Regions from separate parts of the Mus musculus genome. Here regions 1, 2 and 3 are each linked to region 4. Evidence: chromatin contacts called from public HiChIP or PLAC-seq and promoter capture Hi-C data. All regions are on one chromosome and are shown on one strand. The core of a region is the stretch at or near the end of the contact, and the rest is flanking DNA. Distances in the headings are between cores, read along the strand shown. Region 1 overlaps Gm51489 (a long non-coding RNA gene). Region 2 overlaps Akap13 (A kinase (PRKA) anchor protein 13). Region 3 overlaps Akap13 (A kinase (PRKA) anchor protein 13). Region 4 overlaps Akap13 (A kinase (PRKA) anchor protein 13).

Region 1 (5,275 bases), core at 1,217-3,716, 140 kb after region 4:
GGGAACTGAATTTGTAGGACCTCTGCTCGCTCTGGTCATTCCTGCTCGCTCTGGGCCCAAAGATTTATTATTATACATAAGTATACTGTAGCTGTCTTTAGATGCGCCAGAAGAGGGCATCAGATCTCATTACGGATGGTTGTCAGCCACCATGTGGTTGCTGGGATTTGAACTCAGGACCTTCGGAATAGCAGACGGTGCTCTTACCCTCTGAGCCATCTCACCAGCCCCTTTTTAGCTTTTCTTACCTTTAGGGATTTTGTTGTTTTATATATGTCTGGTTGTTGGTGGATTTAATAAAGTCAAAGCTTCAAAAATATGTCATGGGCTGATGAGATGGCTCAGCGGTTAAGAGTACTGACTTCTCTTCCAGAGGTCCTGAGGTCAAATCAGCTACAGTATACTTAACATATAATAATAAATAAATCTTCGGGCTGGAACGAGTGGGGACGAAGTGAGCAGAGGTCCTGAGTTCAATTCCCAGCAACCACATGATGGCTCACAACCATCTGTACAGCTACTCATATACATAAAATAAATAAATCAGTCTTAAAAAAAAGTATGTCAGTCCAGCACTCAAGAGGTGGAAGCAAGAAGATCAGATATATCACATTTAGGTTTGGCTGGGCAGTGGTGGCGCACGCCTTTAATCCCAGCACTTGGGAGGCAGAGGCAGGCGGATTTCTGAGTTCGAGCCCAGCCTGGTCTACAGAGTGTGTTCCAGGATAGCCAGGGCTACACAGAGAATTCCTGTCTCAAAAACAAAACAAAAAACAAAACAACAAACAAACAAAAACCTAAACAACCCCCAACCCCCAAATCAGAAAACAGGTATCTAAATTGTTATGCCCAGTTCATGAGAATCTCAGGAGACTGCCAGGAATTGCAAGTCCAAGAGAGAGTCTTTAGTATATGAGTCTGACCCAGATTGCAAGCCTTTCCTGGTTAGGAGTGTGATGATCCAGTCTAGGGGCTTGAGAAGCTTGATAAACACACACACACACACACACACACACACACACACACACACACACAACATACACACACACACACACACACACACACACACCGTACACACACACCATACACACACACACACACACACACACACACACACACACACACACACACACACATATATGTATGCATAAGCTGGGATTATCAAGCTTTGGTGTTACATGACATGATTGGGGAGGCGGTGAAGGAATGCTATCTTTCAAACCTGATAACATTTGTTTAGACAGCAGGGTGGACTGCGCAGCTGGACAGGGGCCTTCCTGACCTGGGAAAAAGAAACTCACTCCATTATCAGAGGCTGGTGCATTTTTGCAAACTGGTCTCAGCTGTCTGGGAACACTTAATTGCCTCTTTCTCATAGTCCAAGAGTGGGCTTTTTATCACTTCAAGGATATTGGCTCCTGCTTCCTTCAAGGGCAGGAGCCATCTGTACCACAGAAATGCTGATTTTTACTCACGGGAGGGAAGGGGGTGCTGTCATGAAAGAGGGATTGTAATATTCGGGGACCAGGCCGTGCTCCCATTTGTCGGCCCTCTCCAAGGGCCCGAGGCATCTATGCTGGGAAAAAGGTGTGTTTGTGTGTGTGTGTGTGTGTGTGTGTGTGTGTGTGTTTGTGTGGAGGGGAAGTAGTGCTAACTGCTCTGTCTCCATGCAGGGACAGGAGAGTACTGGATTTCATGAGCAGAAATGGGTGTATGTGTGTGTCTCTGTGTCTCTTTAAAATCAAATAACGTGTCCCAATTTGCAATCATAAATTCTTATCAATTTTCAAAATTAAAATAAAATTGAACATTAATCCTCTTACAAGTCAAGAACCTAGTGTGGTCCAGTAAATAGAATACTAACAACAAGAACAAGAAGAGGCAAGCCAAGGATGACTCAGCAGGTCAAGGCACCTGCCACCAAGTCAGATAAGCTGAGGTTCAAGGCCAGGATTCCCTTGGTAGAAGGAGAGAACCAGTTCCCTCAAGTTGTCCTCTATCTTCTACATATGTTTGTGACTCATGCACAATGATACTTAGTAACATTTAAAAACAAAGGGGGGGGGGGCAGGGCTGGAGAGATGCCTTAGCAGTTAAGAGCACTGGCTGCTCTTCCAGAGGTCCTGAGTTCAATTTCAAACAACCACGTGGTGGCTCACAACCATCTGTCCTGGGATCTGATGCCCTCTTCTGGTGTGTCTGAAGATAGTTACAGTGTACTCATATACATAAAATAAATGAACAAAACCAAACCAATCCACTTGTCTTAGAACCTAAAGTAACTTCTAAATGACTCGGATCCTCCGCACCTCAAAATTCAAGAGGAGAGGCCATGCGTGCACGGTCCAGAGCAGCCTGCAGGAGAAAATGGTATCTGTTCTCACCCGCTGTTCTGCAGTATCTCAGCAGCTCTCTCATGGACTTTGTGCCCTCCAGGATCAAAATGGTAAAAGGCTGCTACTTCCTGTTCCCCCGCCAGAGGGCAGTGAATGAAGAGAAACCGTAAGCCATGGAGCCCTTAGTGAAGAGAGTGCCTGGTAAAATGGCTCAACGGGGAAAGGTGCTCACCTCGCAAGCTGAGTGAACGGGCCTCCATCCCTGGAACTCACAGAAAGAGGGAAAGCAAGCAAGCAAGCAAGCAAGCAAGCAAGCAAGCAAGCAAGCAAGCAAGAACCCCCGCAGAGTTTCCTCTCATCTCTGCACGCACACCATGGGATGAGTGCCCACACATGAGGGAATCATGCACACACAGAGAACAATGTTTGGTTAATTAATAATTTAAAGTAGTTTCTTCACTGAAATTAAGACTCAGATTTTGGCAGTGTTTTGCAAGGTATGGAGCCTGGAAGAGAGACAGCTGTGAAGGACAGTCCCAACAAAGAGCATGATGTTCACCAGGACATGCTAGAAAGATGTCAGGCCCGGCTCAGAAATGCTTGGTACAAAATGGAGAGTGATTCGAAGTAGAAACTGTTAAAAAAAATGGTTTTCCTTTTTTTGTTTTGTTTTGTTTTTTCAAGACAGGGTTTCTCTGTGTAGCCCTGGTTGTCCTGGAACTCACCAGGCTGGCCTTGAACTCTGAAATCCTCCTGCCTTTGCCTCCCAAGTCCTGGGATTAAAGGCGTGCGTCACCACTGGCTGGCAAAATATTTTCAATAAGTAGAAAGAGCGTCCTCTGGCCACTTTCCCTCACTACACACAGACCTGAGGAAGTCACTTCTCTGGGCAAGCAGCTGAATAACATGACTCTTTTGAGCAGTGGTGGCTCAAACATTTTTTTTTTTAAGATTTATTTATTTATTATATGTAAGTACACTGTAGCTGTCTTCAAACACTCCAGAAGAGGGAGTCAGATCTCGTTACGGATGGTTGTGAGCCACCATGTGGTTGCTGGGATTTGAACTCCGGACCAGCAGTCGGGTGCTCTTACCCGCTGAGCCATCTCTCGAGCCCCATGGTTCAAATTTTTAATCTCAGCACTTGGGAGGCAGAGGCAGGCGGATCTCTGAGTTTGAGGTCAGCCTGGTCTATAGCGTGAGTTCCAGGACAGCCAAGGCTACACAGAACCCAGTCTCGAAAAATAAAAACAAACAAACGGTAGAGAATTGTTGGTGTGATAAAGGAAAATAGAAAGCAAGAACCATCTGTGTGTTCTTCACAAGAAACACTCCTTATATGTAAAGACAAGTGGAAATCAGTGGGTGGGAGGGCTTGAAGGAGTAGCTCAGGGTAGAGGGCTTTCCTAGCAAGAGCAATATGGGCTTAATTCTCAGTGTTTCTGGGAAGGAAGAAAGGAGTGGGGAAGGGAAAAAAGAGGAATGGAGGGAGAGCAAATGATCAAATGGATAGAATAGCTAGGTTTTGTGGCATATGCCTACAGTCCCAACTACCAGGGAGGCTGAGGTAGGAAGACCACTTGAGCCCATCAAGTTAAAGACCAAACTAGGAGAGATGGTGAAATCCCACATTAGAAAAGGAGAAAGCTGGCTGGGCGTGGTGGCACACACCTTTAATCCCAGCACTCGGGAGGCAGAGGCAGGCGGATTTCTGAGTTCAAGGCCAGCCTGGTCAACAGAGTGAGTTCCAGGACAGCCAGGGGTATACAGAGAAGCCCTGTCCCGAAAAACAAAAAAACCCAAACAAACAAAAAAAAAAAAAACAAAAAAAAAAAAAAAAAAAAAGAAAGAAAGAAAAGGAGAAAGCCGGGCTGGAGATGGCTCAGCGATTAAGAGCAGTCAGGTGCTGAGTTCAAATCCCAGCAACCACATGGTGGCTCACAACCATCTGTAATGAGATCGGATGCCCTCTTCTGGTGTGTCTGAAGACAGCTACAGTGTACTTATATACAGTACATAAAGTAAATAAATAAATCCTTAAAAAAAGAGAAGAGAAGAGAAGAGAAGAGAAGAGAAGAGAAGAGAAGAGAAAAGAAAAGAAAAGAAAAGAAAAGAAAAGAAAAGAAGAAAGCCCAGCGTGGTGGCCCATGCCATTAATCACAGCACTTGGAAGTCAGAGGCAGGTGGATCAATGAAGATGAGCCTGGTTTATAGAGTGAGTTCCAGGACAGACAAGGCTACACAGAGAAACCCTGTCTTGAAAAGCTCTAGAACTAGAGGGGTGGGTCAATTCAAATGGCAAAAGATTTATTTATTTATATGTAAGTACACTGTAGCTATTCTCAGAAACCCCAGAAGAGGGCATCAGATCTCATAATAGACGGTTGTGAGCCACCATGTGGTTGCTAGGGTTTGAACTCTGGAAGAGCAGTCAGTGCTCTTAACCTCTGAGCCATCTCTCCAGCCCTGCATTTGTCATTTTTAATGTGTATTTGGAGATGGCAGCAGTTTCCCTGAACCCACTGGTTTTTCAGGCGTCCCACAACTTGAAAGAACTGTGTCCATCATCCTTATCATTGGACAACCAGCATCCAAGTACCACATCTATCACTGAAAATGTGCCTGGCTTCCCACATGCCACTTATCTCAATGAACCACATGCCAATGAACAGTATCGCAGTCACACATATACACACACTCCTTACTAGTAATGAGATCCTTAAATTTTCAACTTGTAAATAACGTTCAAAATCTGTTTTTAAACTTCATATTTACGGTCAGTAGGTCAGCCTGGTCTACAGAGTGAATTCCAGAATAGACAGGGCTACCCAGAGAAACTTTATCTTGAAAAACTAGAGCCAGAGGCAGTAGTGGGGTGGGAGAGTGCTACTAGGGCTCAACAAAATAGTCAAAGGAGTACATTGATCTGGGATTCCCAG
Region 2 (5,365 bases), core at 1,346-3,845, 190 kb before region 4:
AATGGCTCCAGTATGAGAATGGTGAAGTTCATCAAACATTTTTGTCCCAGCAGTAATTTTTAGCTATATAAAAGTAAAACAACCTTATTGTGGAAACTCTTGGAAACTACCCAAATATAAAGAAAAGGTCCTTCTTCCTCCGTCATCACTGTCCTGTTCTGGCTCATCAGTGTGCTTGATATACAGTCAGTATACTTTCGTGAAACAGTGTTGGGATTTTGATGGATTTGGGTCTGTTTGAGACCAGCCTCATCTATGTAAGGAATTTAAGACCAGTCAGGACTACATAGTGAGACTTTGTAAGCAAAACGTAAAATGTGAATATTATCTATTTGGAGACAACTATTTTCTTTCATTCTTAGAAGGGAGCAATTAGGAGTAGTAACAACTAGGTAACAGGCACCTGTTGTGGTACCAGGCCCTGTTCTCCACAAAGCTCTATGAAGTATTACAATTACATTACAAAAGTATTAAAATTATTTCCAGCTCTGTGCTTATTATCTTCCTCCTTTTACAGGTGTGGGTTAAATTATTTGCCTAGTGTCTTTAAGCCAGTGTGGGACAGACTTTAAAGCTTGAACGATTTTCATGTTTGAACAGCTGTAAAAGAATAAGGGTGAAACAGGTCTCTTTTTTGTGGGTCTCGTGTCATCTTTGTGTTCTCTACAAGAGCTAGAAGCCTCCTGAGTGCCTGGTTCTGACCAGATTAAAGCTTGTTTCTCTTCTTTCCGTGTTGTGCTTTGACTTGAAGACCCTTCCTTGCCGTTAGCTTTGGTGAGTACCATTGGCTGAATAGGCAGAAGAGAAGCCAGGATAGATTTTCTAGTAAGGAGCATCTAAAGGTTTCTAATTGAAAATAAAGTGATTTTCATGTAATATATTCATGGTTTCTCCTCCCTCATCTTCTCCTTTGGTGAAACTAATTTTTCCTTTGAGAATGGTTGTTAATTGGAGACAGCTTCTTGGTTGGGGATGGGAGCTCTTGTCTCCTTCCCATCCAAGGCCTGTTTCCTTGCTTCTTCCATCTCTACTGGCTCTGACAATGTTTCCACCTCCTCTTCCCTGAACTCCCTGAGCCTTAATGGAGGGATTTGATGAAGACATCCCATTTAGCACACACTTTTTACACACTGTCCAGTTGTGGGTCTCTGTCTTTGTTAGCATCCACTACAGAAGAAAGCATCTCTGAGGATGGCTGAGTGGTTATAGCAGAATGTTGTTAGGAGTCATTCCTTAACAGATAGTATTTGGCTTTCCTTGAAGTCTATGGCCCATCTAGTCTCAGATTCTTGGCCCCTGGAGCCAAGCAGTGGTTCCATTTCATGGAGGGCATCTTAAATCAAATCAGATAGTAGTTGATTACTGTTAGAATTTTTGTGTCAGTGTTGCACCAGTGTACCATGCAGACAGGACAGCACCGTAGATCAGAGGGTTTGGTGTTTGCCTCTCTCCTGTGGTAGCATACCGAGTACCTCCTGTACCATAAATACCAGTTAGTGAGAGTGAAGGCTTTAGTTAGGCTCCAGACTGTCTTCTCTGTGCTCAGTTAGATACTTAGGTGTTCTCTACAGCAATAGGGCCTTACCATCAGTTTGTGGAGAGCAACTAGTAGCCTTGGCAATAGCCTGAATGGTTTGGGATATTCCATGGACCTCTTTACCCCAATATCTCAATGTGATGTAACCCATTCCTGTCACTGGAGGTTCCACTTGGTGTGAGAGCTACCTGGTTGGGGCTCTGTCTTCCTCATAATTTGAGGATTGCATTGGGATTTCCTTCATAGATGTTTCTATTTTAAGGAGCTTCTACTGTAGTAGGTTTCTGTAAGACCCCTCACATGGCTCTTAGTGTTAGCAATTTCTCCCCGTACTTCCTTACCCTCTTCCCTTCTCCTCCTCATTTAACATTTAATCCTCCTGTCCCAGTCTCCTCCTGTTTCATCTACTTATATATTGTTTCCCTTTCCTTGGGAGATCCGTTCCTCCCACTAGTTTAATAAGGAACATTGTTTTGAGTTGGGTTGATTTCATCAGTATTCTTGATTTATTAAGCATTAATTTCGGATTTACGAGTCCTGCCCATTTAACAAAGATCCTTTCCTAGTGTTGACACACTAGGACATAAATTCATCATTGTTGATGTTGGAACCAGAAATAAAGTTCTGATGCTGTGTCAGAGAACATGGTGTAGAGACAAATACTTAACTGCTGTCTTAGTATTCCTGAACCTCAGATATCCAAACTGTTAGGAAGGAGACAGAGGAGACACTCAGGATAGGTAGCTGGAGATAGTTATGATTCTGTAGCTTCGTTTCCCTCCACCGAGCCTGTATTTATGAGTGCCAGGGCCTGCTCCACAGCCAGAACTTGCCATTGACCCCTCAGCTTATCAAATAGCACAGCTTATTATATGTTTGTTTACTTTGTTGTCATAGTATCCATCTGGAAAACAGAAGGTGGCTGTGTTTGTGTAGGAATTCAGGGCTTCCCCTCAGTTGACATTTGCTGGTAGAAATCCTTCGGTGAATCAGGCTAAGGCTCGAGGCTGTGAGCACAAAGGAAGAGGGTATGTTTGGACTCTGGACAGTTGCAGAGTTCTTAATATTAACCCACTCTGTTAATCGCTAAGCTGTTTTGTATGGTGATTAGGTCTTTCCACTTAAAGTAGTTACTTGTTAAAGGAATTGTATTTATTCCAGGCAGGCATTCTTAGACTGAACATTAGGACCTGCTCTACAAAGGAGGGCTTCACTGGGACAACAGGCCTATACAGACAGAAACAGAACAAAACAAAAAACAAGCGAACAATTAAAAACCGTTCAGCACTGGCTTTGCCACATTTGGCAAAGGTAGCTTATGAAATGCAAAAATGAAAACATAAACTAAAATGTGATGAATTTTTTGGTTTGCAGAGAGAACCTCACAAGGGTAAACTCACTACTTTGTATTGTTTTTCTTTTTCATGGATAGAGAAAGGTTATGAAGAAAACATTTGCGGGTTTGGTGAAATGTCAGCATATAAAATACAAGGTCTTTAGAATGTGTAAGGGGAACTACAAACAGTTTTAAGAATGGGATTATATAACAGTTGAGTTAGACGTTAGTGAGGTTGGCGCCAGGCTTCCACTCCGCTCCGGAAGTGGTGCTGCCCTCTTCGGGCTTCTACTTTACTTTTTGGATGGTTTACTTCCTGGACTATGTCTTTTCAGTCCCTTTGCCCTCAGGTACTCAACTTACCGTGGAAGGAAGTTCTCTTCATCCTCACAGCTGATTTCCCTCTCCTTTACAGCTGAGGAAATTAAAAGTCATTTCATGGGTCATGTGTTGTCTCTCCATTTAATGCCTGTTTTCTCAGAATGTGTCCCCTTCTTCCCCCACCACCATCCTACATGGGCTTACTCAGACAGAAAGCCCCCACCTCTGATCCGTGATAAGCAAGGGGAGGTTATCTGAGCAAAGCCAGTTCTTTGGAATGAACCTCATTAGGGTTATCTAAAATCTCAAGAGATGCTGGGTTACTTTAATGAATACTGACTTACCACAGTTTGTGGGAGGTGTATTTGAAGCCATGACAGTATCCAGGAAAACAGCCTTCATCTCTGCTCTTCACTGTACGCAGTGAACTCAAGGCTGTGGTGGCACTCTTGAGAACCAGCACTGAGGAAACTGCCTGATACATTCTAATTTTAGAAACTTTGAAAAAGTAAACTAATATAGCTTGACATGTTTAATAATCATTGATTCCCAGGTAGCTTAACAAGGAAATTTGGTTATTTAAAATAGTCCATTTCCTGAAATTTGGCTTAATTTTATTTTTTCTTACCTGACTGTCATATTACGGAAGTGGTTTATGTGGTATTGTGCTCTTGATGAGTGTACATTTAATCACATTCCCCCCGGACTTCCAGTGCTGTCGATTAGCCTTTGTTATACGGTTATTTAGAAATTGACCTGGAAGAGGAGGAGATACCAACAGGGATGGAGAGAGCCAGCAGCCACTCATGTTTGTCTTACTGTGGTGACATAGTGCTTGAAAGCTCCTCCTCTTTTTGTCTCACTTGGTGAATGTCCTGATACTGGGGCTTATAGTGGCAGCAGGAACCTAAGATCCAGGCAGTCATGTGAAGTAGACTTGGTAAGCAGAAAACACTGGGTCCTTGGAAGGATTTGATGAGGAATTGCTTGCTGCTCATACTTAAATTGTGGGTTTGAACCTGTGATAAGGTAAAGGGTTAGATGTATTTGGAGACAGGGAGAACAGCAGGGAAGCTATGGTCCAGTGGGGCAGCCTGAAGACCTGGACAGTGTGGTTAGGTAAACAGCCCGGGCTAAGTTCTTTGACAGTCCCAGCTGCTTCTTCAGCCCAAGCATGATCAGCATACACAGATACTTTGCCAAAATATTGAATGAATGAATGAATGAATAGCTCTGATTGCAGCTTTTGGCACTGTTCTCATTCCTAATGAACCAGGCTTCTACTGTCTGCATTTCTCTATGTGTTTTTATTTTCCATGTTCTCACAGGAACAGCCCAGTAAACGATGACCACAGCACCCAATGACTTTTTCAACTCTAAGTTCCAAGCTCTTTCACATAATAGTCCAAAGAGCCACATGGTCAGGGTTGTCACAGGACTGACCCTACTTCCTCGTATCAGTTTCTGTTATATAATTCTGGTGTGGTGACAAAAATACCTGAAAAAACCCAACTTGGTGGGGGTGAGTGTTACTCAGCCTATAATTCCCAGTTTCACTCTATTATTCAGAGGAAGTCAGCATGACGGGAACCCGAAGTCTCAGGTCTTGTTACATCTACAGCCAAGATCAGAGAGCAAATGAATGCACACATGTCTAGTGCTCAACCTGATTTCTCTATTCTTACACAGTCCAGGGCCCTAACCAAGGAATTGTGCTACCCACGGTGGCCTGTGTCTTCCTGTATCAAGTAATAATCAAGAATGTTTCCCCCAGAGACATGCACAGAGACCTGATCTAGGCCTTCATTGAGCCTCTCTACCCAGGTCATTGTAGGCTCCGTAGATACAACCATGTGCTATCACAGAGTGAAGCTGGCTGGATAGAGCAGCCATACTTGTAAATCAGAGACTGAGAGGCAGAACAGGGAATTGTGTAGCCTGATAATTCTGAAGACTGGCCTTCAAAGAATACTCTTTTATAGACCAAGACAGTTGTTGTACCCTGAAATACAATCCAGGGAAATGAGGTGCTCTCCTACCCCCCTTTTAATAGAACAAAGGCAGTGTCAAACAAATGCATGAGAAGACTTGAACCATAAAGTTCCATGATTTCCTTGAGTTTTGATGTGCTATTTCACAAGTTTGTCATCATCGTTATCATCATTGTTGTC
Region 3 (5,613 bases), core at 667-3,166, 210 kb before region 4:
TTGGTCCTCTAACATAGGGCTTCTTAAGCTTTTCCCACTTGTAACCCCTTTTTACCAGAGACGTTTACATGATCTTGAGTATATATAGATATATAAAATAGGCATACAGATTAAACACTTTCAGGAAATACATCATAAAGAAATTAATTTTTAAATAAAATTTATTTTATCACTTCTTAGAAATGGAACAAACAAACAGTATACAATAAAATCATGGCTGAATATTTGATAATGCAGGACTTGGCATCTTCAGTATTTTTAAAATTAATTGTTGGTTTGATTTTATAATCAGTGCTGAGAATACTACTCTGCATAAATATAATGCAAAATGGCAGAGGTATATATAGTCTCTGTTCTTCAATATTAAGCAGTTATGCTTCATTTAAAACATTTGTTGTTTGCATAGTTTGTTTGTGTGTGAGAGAGTGTATGATTGAGTGTGTGTGTGTGTGTGTGTGTGTGTGTGTGTGTGTGTGCTTTGCATGTCATGGAGAGCATGTGGAGGGCAGAGTACAACTTCATGCTCTGTCTCTCCTTCCATCTTGGTGTGTGTTCCAGTGACTGAACTCAAGTCCCTGTGCTTTCCCGGCAGCAGCCTTTACCTGCTGAGGCAGCTCTGGCTGTTTATGTCTCTTTATGAACAGAAAGTATTGTATGAAAACACAAAGGATCATAACAGATAATAATCTCTAATCTGAGCTGAGGTCTCAGGCAGCCATTGGTTGATGTTAGGTAGTGTGACAGCAACACTGTGTGCACACACACTGTGTGCTTATAATGAAGTGCAGCGCAGTGCACGCACTGTGTGCTCATAATGAAGTGCAGCAAAGTGAGCACACACTTCATAATGAAGGCCGCAGTGAGGAATGATGCAACATGGATAAGTGTTCGCAGAAACGCCTCAGCTTCATTATGCATTTGAGTTTTTAAATTAAAGTTGTTGTTGCATGTTCAGAAGCTTTAGACTCCTGCCAAATTATTATTATTCTTTTTCAAAATCCTTCCTCCTCAATTTAGTTTCATGATCCCATGTGGAGCCTAACCCACAGTTTTAAGAAGCTGGGCCTGGGGGGCCTGGAGAGTTGGCTTATTGCTTAAGAGCAGCGGGAGCTCTTGCAAAGGACTCAGGTTCGTTTCCCAGCATCTGCTTGTCAGCTCACAGCCACCTGTTAACTCGAGTTCCAGGGACTCTGTTGCCACCTTCTGACCTCCATGGATGCTGCATGCATATACATAAACATGTATCCACATAAACAATTTTTAAAAAGGAAAAGGCCTTAAAGTAAGAAGGGCTTAATGATCCTCATTCCTTCTCTGTATAAATCAAGGTAAGGCTTTTGAGAGAACTGGTATCAGATGGTAGAGGATGGTAAGTTTTCTTGTAGGCGATATATAAAATTCTGTATATATCACAAAAGATATTTAAAATAAGATTGGCTAAAAACTGATCATCAGGTTGAAAAATAGTTATACAAATAAAAAAAATGAAAATGAGACATATCTGCAAAGTAATGACTTGTTCCATGTTATTTGAAGGTCTTTGAAAAAGAGGCTCTGAAGATATTTGGAAGGATGACTGCCTTTGGGGAGTAAGCGTTCACTCACTTAAAAGGACCTTGAACAAGCTAAATGTTTCATTACAAAATTTCCAATCTTGACTGTTGTCTTAGTTTGCTTTTCCGTTGCTGTGATAAATAAAACTGACCAGAAAGCACTCTGGGAGGAAAGACTTTATTTCATCTTCCATCTTTCAGTCTGTTGTCAAGTGAAGCCAGGGCAGAACTGAAGCATGGCTGTGGAGGAGCGCTGCTGGACTGGTTTGTCTTCCTTGACTTGCTCAGCTTACTTGCTTATACAGCCCAGGACTACGCACCCAAGGGCGGCTCTGCCCACAATGGACTAGACCTTCCCAGGTCAATCATTAATAAAACGTCCACAAAGGGCCCATAGTCCAATCTAATGGGGGCAGTTTCTTAGTTGTACTCTCTTCCCAGGTGAATCTAGCTTGTGTCAAATTGACAGAAACTAACCAGAATAGCTCTTAAGTGCTTTACAACTCTGTATGTTATCAACATGTCTAAAAAGGTTTTGTGTCATTTTAATCACCACTAACAGGCTTTTCTTTTAATTGGTGTAAATGTGAAGTGTTACCGTAGCATGCATGAGTCCTTGAATTATTAGCCAGTAGGCAGTGGAAGGGCAGAAATAGTGCTTGTTCTGGGGGTAGGTAGATGACAGCAACTTAGTCATTTCCTATAAATGTATGATTGGGCCTTTCTATCAAAGATCATTTAAAAGAAAATGGGCAAAAATCTAAGTGTATGTGCAGAATCTCTTAAATAGTGAAGTTAGCATAGCTTATGGATAGTTTTATGGATTCTTTGGGCGTAGAGGAGTATGCTTTCTTCATAGCAAAAACCTGGGATAATTTATGAAGAGGCTCACCATTTTGGAAAGTATAGCCCATGATGGATTGGCCCTGGGGTGTTGGATCATTATAAACCAAATGTGCTTACATTGCTGGAAGGAAAAGAGCAGAGGAAGAGACTGAGTCTTAATCTCTTTCCGAGGCAAGCCCCTGTGGTGTGAGGACCTTAGTGTAGGTTCTACTTCCTCCCAATAGTGCCACCAACCCCTTTGACATATAGGCCTTTGGGAGACAGTGCACACACGGACTTACTGGCCCGGTTGTACCTGTTTTAGATGCATTTTCACATTTGATCTTAGACAAAAAGAAGTGGGGATATCAGAAATGCGGAAGAAACTCTTAGTAGTTCTCAGTGCCACTCCGAGAAACTTGGTGGAAGATGGTGTGTGATGGTTATTTAGAAACACAGCTTATATTTCTTCCCCCCCCCCCCCCACAGGGTTTCTCTGTATAGCCCTGGCTGTCCTGGAACTCACGTTGTAGACCAGGCTGGCCTCGAACTCAGAAATCCACCTGCCTCTGCCTCCCGATAAAGGTGTGCATCACCACGCCCGGCTATTTCATTCTTTATAATCCTAAGTATAGAGAGGCAATAGCCACCAAGTGATGTTTAAATCATGCTGCACTGTGACTGATGTTTCAGATTGGATCTTCTCTCTCTCTCATAAACATCTCTGAATTTTATTCCTTTTTGAAAGTGTGAGAATATTTCTAGAGGGGTTTAAGTAAGGCAGGGTTTGAGTAGGGAAGACCCAGTCTAAATGTGCTGTTATCCCATCAGCTTGGGTCTTGGTCTGAAGAAAAGGAGGGGACACTGCTGTTTTCTCCCAGTTCAGGATAGTCAACACAGATGACCAGCTGCCTGTTGCCCCTGTCCCATGCCTTCCTTGAATAATGACCTGCACCCTTGGACTTGAACTAATTACCCCCTCCCAACTTTTTGTTTGCTTTGAAGATGGTCTCATTGTGTGGCCCAGCTGGCTTGCAACTGAGAGATCTGCCTTCCTTTGCCTCCAGAATGTTAGTATTAAAGATGTGGACTACCATTGGCCCTTTCCCCTCTTAACTGCTTGTTGACAGGAGACTTGATTGCAGCAGTGAGGAAACTAACAAATCCATCTGAACACTGATTTTGGCGTGTAGGAATTAGACTCTTTACTTTCCTTTGTCTTCAGTGCTCTGCTTTCATTAGCATATGGACAATAGTTACTGGAACTGTGGAGTTTTCAGAAGCTTACAGTATTCTGTCTCAACTGAAAATTTGGTAGAGAACCAGGGGTTATGGTGCACATCTTTGATCCCAGTGTTCCTATAGGCAGAGGCAGGCAGATCTGAGTTGGAGGCTGTCTTAGGGCTTTACTGCTGTGAACAAATACTGTGACCAAGGCAACTCTTAAAAGGACAACATTTAATTAGGGCTAGCTTACAGGTTCAGAGGTTCAGTCCATTATCATCAAGGTGGGAAACATGGCAGCATCCAGGAAGGCATGGTTCAGGAGGAGCTGAGAGTTCTACATCTTCATCTGAAAGCTGCTAGCAGAATATTGGCTTCCAGGCAGCTAGGATGAGGGTATTAAAACCCACACCCACAGTTGACACACCTATTCCAGCAGACCACACCTCCAAATAGTGCCACTCCCTGGGCCAAGAATATATAAACCATCACAGAGGCCACTCTAAGTCTACCTAGAGTCCCAGGTTAGTCAGGGTTGCAAAGTGAGACCCCAAAAGAACCTCACCCCTACCCACCCACCCCACAAAACCTTGACAAGAGTGGTTTAATGACAGGGGTGTGAGTAACATGCAAACATACTTAATCCTTTATATAAGGTCTGTAGCAGAGGAAGGGAGGATCTTGAGTGTGAGGCAGTCTGAGTGAGCAATATATTGAGAACGTATCAAAACTGAAACAAAAACAAAAAATAAAACAAACCTGGGTGGAACCATTGGCGTTGTCTGGTCACATCTGTTAATTTCCTGATGAAGGAACCTGTGGGTCAAAGAGTTAAGATTGGTAAGAGTAAGTGCAGTATAGTCAGACATGCAACTTGATGTCCCAGGAGGGTGTGGTCCCGAAGGGGAGCTTCCCCTTCTCTGAGGATTTGTGAGGGTAGGGCTGTGAAGAAAGGAGGGGAGGTGGTGGTGGTGGCTGTGTTCAGGATGTAAAGTGAATAAATAAATAATTTTAAAAAACCCTCAGTAGAAGCAATTGTGAATAGCTATATTTGGGCCCAGATAACCAGTTATGCAAGTATAAAGAAAAGTATAGGTTTTAAGTAAGGTACAAGTTGACTGACCATAGTCTTGTTTTAATTGAGAGTATCATGGCTGACACAGTTGTTGAATTAATCTTGAATTATAGTAAAAAAAAGTATCATGTATAAAAAACCAGACACTTGTGGTTAATTAGAAGAGCACACTAGAAGCTTTGGTGTATTCATGTGGATCTATTTTCAGGGGACTATTGACAGAATATAGCTTACTTTCTCATTTCCACTCCTAAGGAACTACACCCTGGTCCACTCATTGCAATTGTTGATCATAACTATCAACAATCTTAAATCTGGAGTTTTGTTTGTTTTCCTTAATGTGCATTTTTTCCCGTCTTATCAAACTAAGATGGCAATTGTTTCCACCCTTTACTTTGCTACAGGCTCAGTGAAGTCATGGGCTCTCATATCTAAAGCTGGGAATGCTGAAAGGTGCTTGTCACAGTGTCTGGAAGTCAGCCTTCTGAACTTCTATAAAAAGGTTAGGGTGTCTGCCACATTCTGTTTAAAGAGTTTAAGTGATGGTACTACCTGCGCTAATAAGAACATAAAAACCAATGGCTATTAATCACTGTTAGGTTTGCTGTGATCTTGGATGTCCGAAGTAGTAGTTGTGGAAATGTGTAAGGGGTGATACACCTGCTAGAAAAACAAAAATAAACAATCTCCTCCACTACCATCACTACCAATCCATGGTCTCTTGAAGCAGTCAAAAATGGGGTTAGAAGAACCTGCCTTGTCCTCTGCACCAGCAGCTGTCTGTCTTCAGCTCCATTCGAGGAAAGGGACTGTTCTTCACTGAACATGTATTGCCCTTACCTTATGACCGTGTTCTTACCCCACTCAGCGCTGAATCACTGACCTGTGAGTGAACAGTCTCATAATTGAGGGGTGGCAGTTTAAATTTAAGAGCCC
Region 4 (5,075 bases), core at 2,403-4,902:
TAGAAGAAATTCTTAAGTTTCACTTGGGGTAGTTATCCCATAAAGAGCTCACATGATCTTTCCCAAAACAATGTCTGGATGGATGTCAACTGGACAGTATTAAATTCCTGTGGTTCTTTTTCTAGTCTTTTCCTGAATTCTCAATGTTACATTCAGTTTTGTTTGTTTTAATGATCACGTAAGTCTACCTTTATATTCTTTCTTTTTAAACTGAATAACCCAAACCTATTTCCTCTTTTCTTCCTCCATTTCTTGTTTCTGCCTTTGATGTCATCTCCAGTATGAGCTGGTGTCCCTCTGGTGTGCAGTACTCGGCTGCCCTGAATGCTGACTTTAATATCAGAAGGTATAGTATTTCATGTCCAGCCACCAAACCAGGAACCATAAAGTAAGACTTCTGGCTTTGGGCTATTGCTGGCTTCTCTGTGGCTGGAATGCACATGGGCAGCCTGCGATATTTGTAAGCATAGTATACCGCTGCCGCCTTCGCTGTGGACACCACTAACCCAATTACAGGACTGTGGCCTAGGAGCAGTCCCCACTGCTGCTTTGTTTCTCTCAAGTAGCAATAGATTGCTGTGGTCTCGGCATGAACCTTCATTCTGTGCTGTAAGCCCTTGCCTTTGTCTTTCAAAGTTCCCAGATTCTTAGACAATGAATCAAAACAGCTAATAGGCCCTGGTTCCTATTATACTGTCAAGTCCTACATTTAGGTTCTGAGTTTAGATGCCTCATCATTTCCTATTTGTCTTTTGAGTTAGGCAGCAAGATAATTATTAAAATGCTTCCAGGATTAAGTTTTGTGGTGAGCATAGATGGGGTTTTCTCGGGCTTTTCACATATTTCACAGTGGAAAACTAAATTTCTTAACCTAGGTAAACTTTCTTCTTATGCCTGGTGTTAAAAAGAAATGGTTCCACAGACACATTTAGTTGTAGTTCATTATTGCTTCTGTTGTCATACTGAAATAAGAACAACAAATGTGTTAATAGTTTACCCACTGGAGAAAATAGGGGCATATGGCTTCAGACCATAAGTAACTTAGGGAGAAAACAATAACCCTTTGGAGCCGGCATCTATGAAGTTAATTATAGCAATTGACTGTACCGTTGTCCCAGAACAGAAGTAACTATATAGCTTCAGTATACATCCAAATAAAGTTCCAGCTGGCTGCTAATTGAAAACACAATCAGTTACAACTGTATTCTTCTTTCAAAGAAGTTCTTTCAGTGTAGTTATAGCCGATGTGTGCATTATTCTAGTTAGCAACTCCAAAGAGGGTAGACAAGATAGCCTTCTTCTTCAGCCTTATTTACAGAAAGTGACCTCAAAATCTGCACCTCAGAACTCCCTTTTAAAATTCCAAACCCTGGTACTTTTCTCAGCATTTATGCCCCAGTGTTTTATGTGTCTCTCTGCAGCCAGTAATGCTCACTAAGCCATCATCTGGCCAGGTGTGCACAGATGGTGTGCTCATTAGTGAAACCAGAGCTTTCTGGATAGAAGTGTATCCAGAAAGTTGTTAGAGTCAACCAAAATATAATTGAGTATCGTTTTATCAAGGTCCACACGGTAAGCACACAGCCAAGTCACTCACTTCCCATTCTGAAAACTCCTTGTGCTTGTGCTTTGTGACATTTGGCATTAGATGAGTCAGATTCTGGAAAAATTACTTTTATCACATCAGTGAAAGCATACACACACATAGATGATAAGATAAATATGGTCTGTACATATGGTATATTGAGAAAACAGCTGAGAAAATGATGATATCTGATTCAACATTAGATAAGTTGAATGAAGTAGGGAAATAAATGCATCTGGTGTTCTTTTTCAGCATCTAATACCACTGGGGCAAAGATGAGTGGTACTTATCTGCTCTGCCTTCTTGTAGATACTTTGAGTAGGAAACATAAAAATAAATATACAAGTTAGAGGGATATTTGTAACCTCCCATTCTGAGACCTACAAACAGTGACTGAACTATTGTGCTCTGTGTTCAGTTTCAGTCTGGAAGGCTTGACAGGAGGAGGTGTTGGAAATAAGCCATCCTCGTCTCTAGAAATGAGCTCTGCAAACTCCAGCGAGCTCAGAAACCCTTTCGGTGGTGAGGAACAGAGAAACTCTTTGATGTCACTTTCAGAAGAACATCTGGAGCCAGACCAGAGACAGCATCATAGGATGTTTGATCAGCAGGTAAGGCTAAAATAAGTATGGAATGCTGATGGGTGTGGTAGTGGAATATTACCCCCAAATATGACCTCATTTTTGTGCTTTTTATTAGTACTAGTAAATACTAGTACTTACCTATTAAATAGTATCTTCAGTTCTAGCAATAACACGCTTTTAGAACTAAACATGAATATTTAAAAATACATCAGTTGGTCTGGAGAGATGGCTCAGTGGTTAAGAACACTTACTGCTCTTGCAGAGGACTGACATTTGGTGCCTAGCACCCACATAAAGTGGCTTACAGTCATCCATGACTCCAGTTCCAAGGACCTAGTATCTTCTTCTGACCTCCAGGGGCACCAGACATGAATGTAGCATGGATACATGCATTCAGATAAAACACTCTATACAAAAATAATAATAAATATAAAATATTATTTTTTAAAAAGAATACATTAATCTATACAGATTTAAATATTCCATCACAGCAAATGTTTTAGGATTAGGAATGTATTCAGTTCATTGTAAATTGAGTTTTAAAGTATATTGCATGTCATTATTAAATTTAGCAATTTGAAAATCCATGCCCCATGGTTATTCCCTAGAGAAAATATGGTCTTTGTGTCAATCATACTGCTCAAGAAAGTCTGTTGATCCCTCCCTTACCTGTGAGAGCTTCATGCCCCTGAGAAGTTTGGCAGATGACCTTTCTTTTAGTAAATGGTACTAATTATCATTGCTATCTTTCTGACTTAATCTTTCTAGATGAAGTCAACACATCTAGATAAATATCCGCATTTTTGTACCATGGTGTGCTGTGCTGTGCTGTGCTGTGCTGTGCTGTGCTGTGCTGTGCTGTGCTGTGCTGTGCTGTGCTGTGCTATGCTATGCTATGCTATGCAATGCATAGTCCTCATAGAGCTTCCATCTTACCTTTAGTTCCTCTTGTGCACAGCCTCAGAGTGGGTGTTGTGCTGCATGTATCTTTCTGATCTAGACAAGTTGCCTGCAGTCAACTTCCTCTTAAAAGTCTGCTGTTCTCGGAGGTCATTTTTCAGACCTCACAGTTGTATTTGAAACATAGCAACTGTTTGCCTCAGATTCCATGGTTACACATGGAACAAGCTCTAAATAATCAGAAATCTCTGGCCCAAATGAGTGAGTGCATGCTAGGAGGAGACGTTCAGTATCTCAATTTGTGTGAATCAGAAAAAGGCAGATTTCATCTTGTGAGAGTATTCGAATGAGCTGTCTCAAAATGAAAGACACATGAGACCCTTATCACCAGAAGTAAAAAATGGTTGCTTCCGGGATGTTAAAAGGAGCCTCTGCTTTTGCTTGGGCTACATGGCTTTTAAAATGCTATGGATTTAAATTGCCAGTAACTACTGAGGAAGTTAAGTTACTAAATTGCAGTCACCCTGTGTTCATGTACAGTCAATCTAAGAGGAAGTGAAAGAGATTTCGCCTCTTCCCAGATGCAACGCTGCTTTGCTACTGCTCTTGAACTGCTTTCTGCTCACATCTCAGTTTCCAAGTCCTTATAATCAGAATAACAACATGTCCTATTGTCAATCTCTGAAGACAGTTTGATTTTTCAAAGCAGCAGTGCTCTATGTAATTTGGTACCTCTGATGAAGTTACTTACCAGGTTGTGTGACCAGCAAATACCTAGTGAGTTCTTACTCAATTTGAAACCTTATTAAATGCTCTGAGGGATGGAAACCCACTGTAAATGGTGAATACTCACCAGTTCCAGGAGGAACAAGGAGGCTTAGAAAGCTAAGCAGCTAAGTACCAGTTAAGTGGCAGAGGCAGACTGGATTCCACTTCTTCCTTCACTAAGTTGGGTCAATGCAAATTCTGCACGTCTATATATATGAATATGTACTTAGAACTCATCCTCCATTTTTTTTTAATTTTGTAGACATGTTACAGGTCTAAACAACAGGGATTTAACTACTGTACATCAGCCATTTCTTCTCCATTGACAAAATCCATCTCATTAATGACAATCAGTCATCCTGGATTGGACAGTGAGTATATTACTTTTTTAAAAAAATTAAGTATACCTTAACTACTTTTCTTATCAATTTTCTTATTTTGGGATCTTATTAACTTCTAAAATGTGTCTGCTTCTTCTTTGGACTGTCTTTATACTTAACCATAACTGCTAAGATATCAGTTTTTAACCCTTCCTCTTGGTATATAAAAGCCTCTTTGATGCGTACATTATATTCATTATATTGTGGAGTTTAAATATGACACTATTTTTAAAAGGATTTTTTAAATAATTTCAGACTTGAAAATGGGTAAAATGACTCTCACTGAAGAAATACCTAGCAAGAAAAGTACATGGAAAAAATATCAAGAACTTGTGCATTCTTCCCTCAAATTACCAAATGTTACAATATTTCATATTTTTCCAGAATACTCCCTTTCTTTATCACTCTCCTTCAGAGCGTAGGTTTCTGTACCCCTAAGTAATTTAATATGTCTCTTAAAAACAAAGATACCTTTCTTATTACCTGAATCAGGGGATTAATCCTGATCAAATTAATCTAATATAGACACAGTTCAGTTTTTCTCACCTTTTCCTGGGTCCAGGATCCTGTCTAAGAACAGATGTTAAAATGAGTATTTATGTCACAGTAGGCTCCTTAAATCTAGAAATATTTTTCAAGTGATCTTGCTTCTGCTGAACTTCACAGAAGACAAATTAATTCTAGCAGTCAGAAATTTCAAGCTCAAGAGACAGAGCTGAAGAACATTTTTACTTAAGTACAGGAGGATTAAATCTGAAAATGACTACTAAAACTTCATGCAAATGCAGGTCAGTTGGCTGTCGAGGGTATATTGACACGTGGGATTTATAAACACAAGGCCTGTGTGCATAAAAAATG

What was found. HiChIP or PLAC-seq counts read pairs in DNA pulled down with a chosen protein or histone mark. Capture Hi-C pulls out chosen DNA fragments and counts their contacts.
Region 1: a contact with region 4 is called in a CTCF HiChIP or PLAC-seq map of CD8 T cells, with 5 read pairs. The contact joins two enhancer-like sites. A contact is called at or near these places in 1 of 15 datasets of contacts at CTCF or cohesin (CD8 T cells), 2 of 115 datasets of contacts at active chromatin or transcription factors (bone marrow-derived macrophages and microglia) and 2 of 9 other capture datasets (adipose tissue and liver).
Region 2: a contact with region 4 is called in a promoter capture Hi-C map of liver. The contact joins two enhancer-like sites. A contact is called at or near these places in 1 of 15 datasets of contacts at CTCF or cohesin (the NIH/3T3 cell line), 3 of 115 datasets of contacts at active chromatin or transcription factors (bone marrow-derived macrophages, memory CD8 T cells and microglia) and 3 of 9 other capture datasets (adipose tissue, liver and pancreatic islet).
Region 3: a promoter capture Hi-C map of liver shows a contact between it and region 4. The contact joins two enhancer-like sites. A contact is called at or near these places in 1 of 484 Hi-C or Micro-C datasets (regulatory T cells), 3 of 115 datasets of contacts at active chromatin or transcription factors (bone marrow-derived macrophages, memory CD8 T cells and pro-B cells) and 3 of 9 other capture datasets (adipose tissue, liver and pancreatic islet).

Annotation. Positions count from the first base shown.
Region 1 is chr7:75,825,620-75,830,894 of GRCm38.p6, forward strand. The region is part of intron 1 of Gm51489 (a long non-coding RNA gene); the gene reads left to right. Among named protein-coding and RNA genes, the nearest start is that of Gm51489, 5.7 kb to the left of the region's middle. Within about 2 kb of position 2,467, at least 36 of the 459 cell types and tissues checked have an H3K27ac peak or open chromatin away from gene starts, as enhancers often do. A contact at or near this core is called in CD8 T cells and bone marrow-derived macrophages, where this site is marked.
Region 2 is chr7:75,496,341-75,501,705 of GRCm38.p6, forward strand. The region is part of intron 1 of Akap13 (A kinase (PRKA) anchor protein 13); the gene reads left to right. Among named protein-coding and RNA genes, the nearest start is that of Akap13, 43 kb to the left of the region's middle. Within about 2 kb of position 2,596, at least 47 of the 459 cell types and tissues checked have an H3K27ac peak or open chromatin away from gene starts, as enhancers often do. A contact at or near this core is called in liver, where this site is marked.
Region 3 is chr7:75,479,060-75,484,672 of GRCm38.p6, forward strand. All of the region lies in intron 1 of Akap13 (A kinase (PRKA) anchor protein 13), which reads left to right. Among named protein-coding and RNA genes, the nearest start is that of Akap13, 26 kb to the left of the region's middle. Within about 2 kb of position 1,917, at least 25 of the 459 cell types and tissues checked have an H3K27ac peak or open chromatin away from gene starts, as enhancers often do. A contact at or near this core is called in liver and regulatory T cells, where this site is marked.
Region 4 is chr7:75,683,114-75,688,188 of GRCm38.p6, forward strand. Akap13 (A kinase (PRKA) anchor protein 13) reads left to right here. Exons shown (of 37, transcript NM_029332.1): 13 at 2,004-2,196; 14 at 4,100-4,208. Among named protein-coding and RNA genes, the nearest start is that of AU020206, 96 kb to the right of the region's middle. Within about 2 kb of position 3,653, at least 115 of the 459 cell types and tissues checked have an H3K27ac peak or open chromatin away from gene starts, as enhancers often do. A contact at or near this core is called in CD8 T cells, bone marrow-derived macrophages, liver and 1 more, where this site is marked.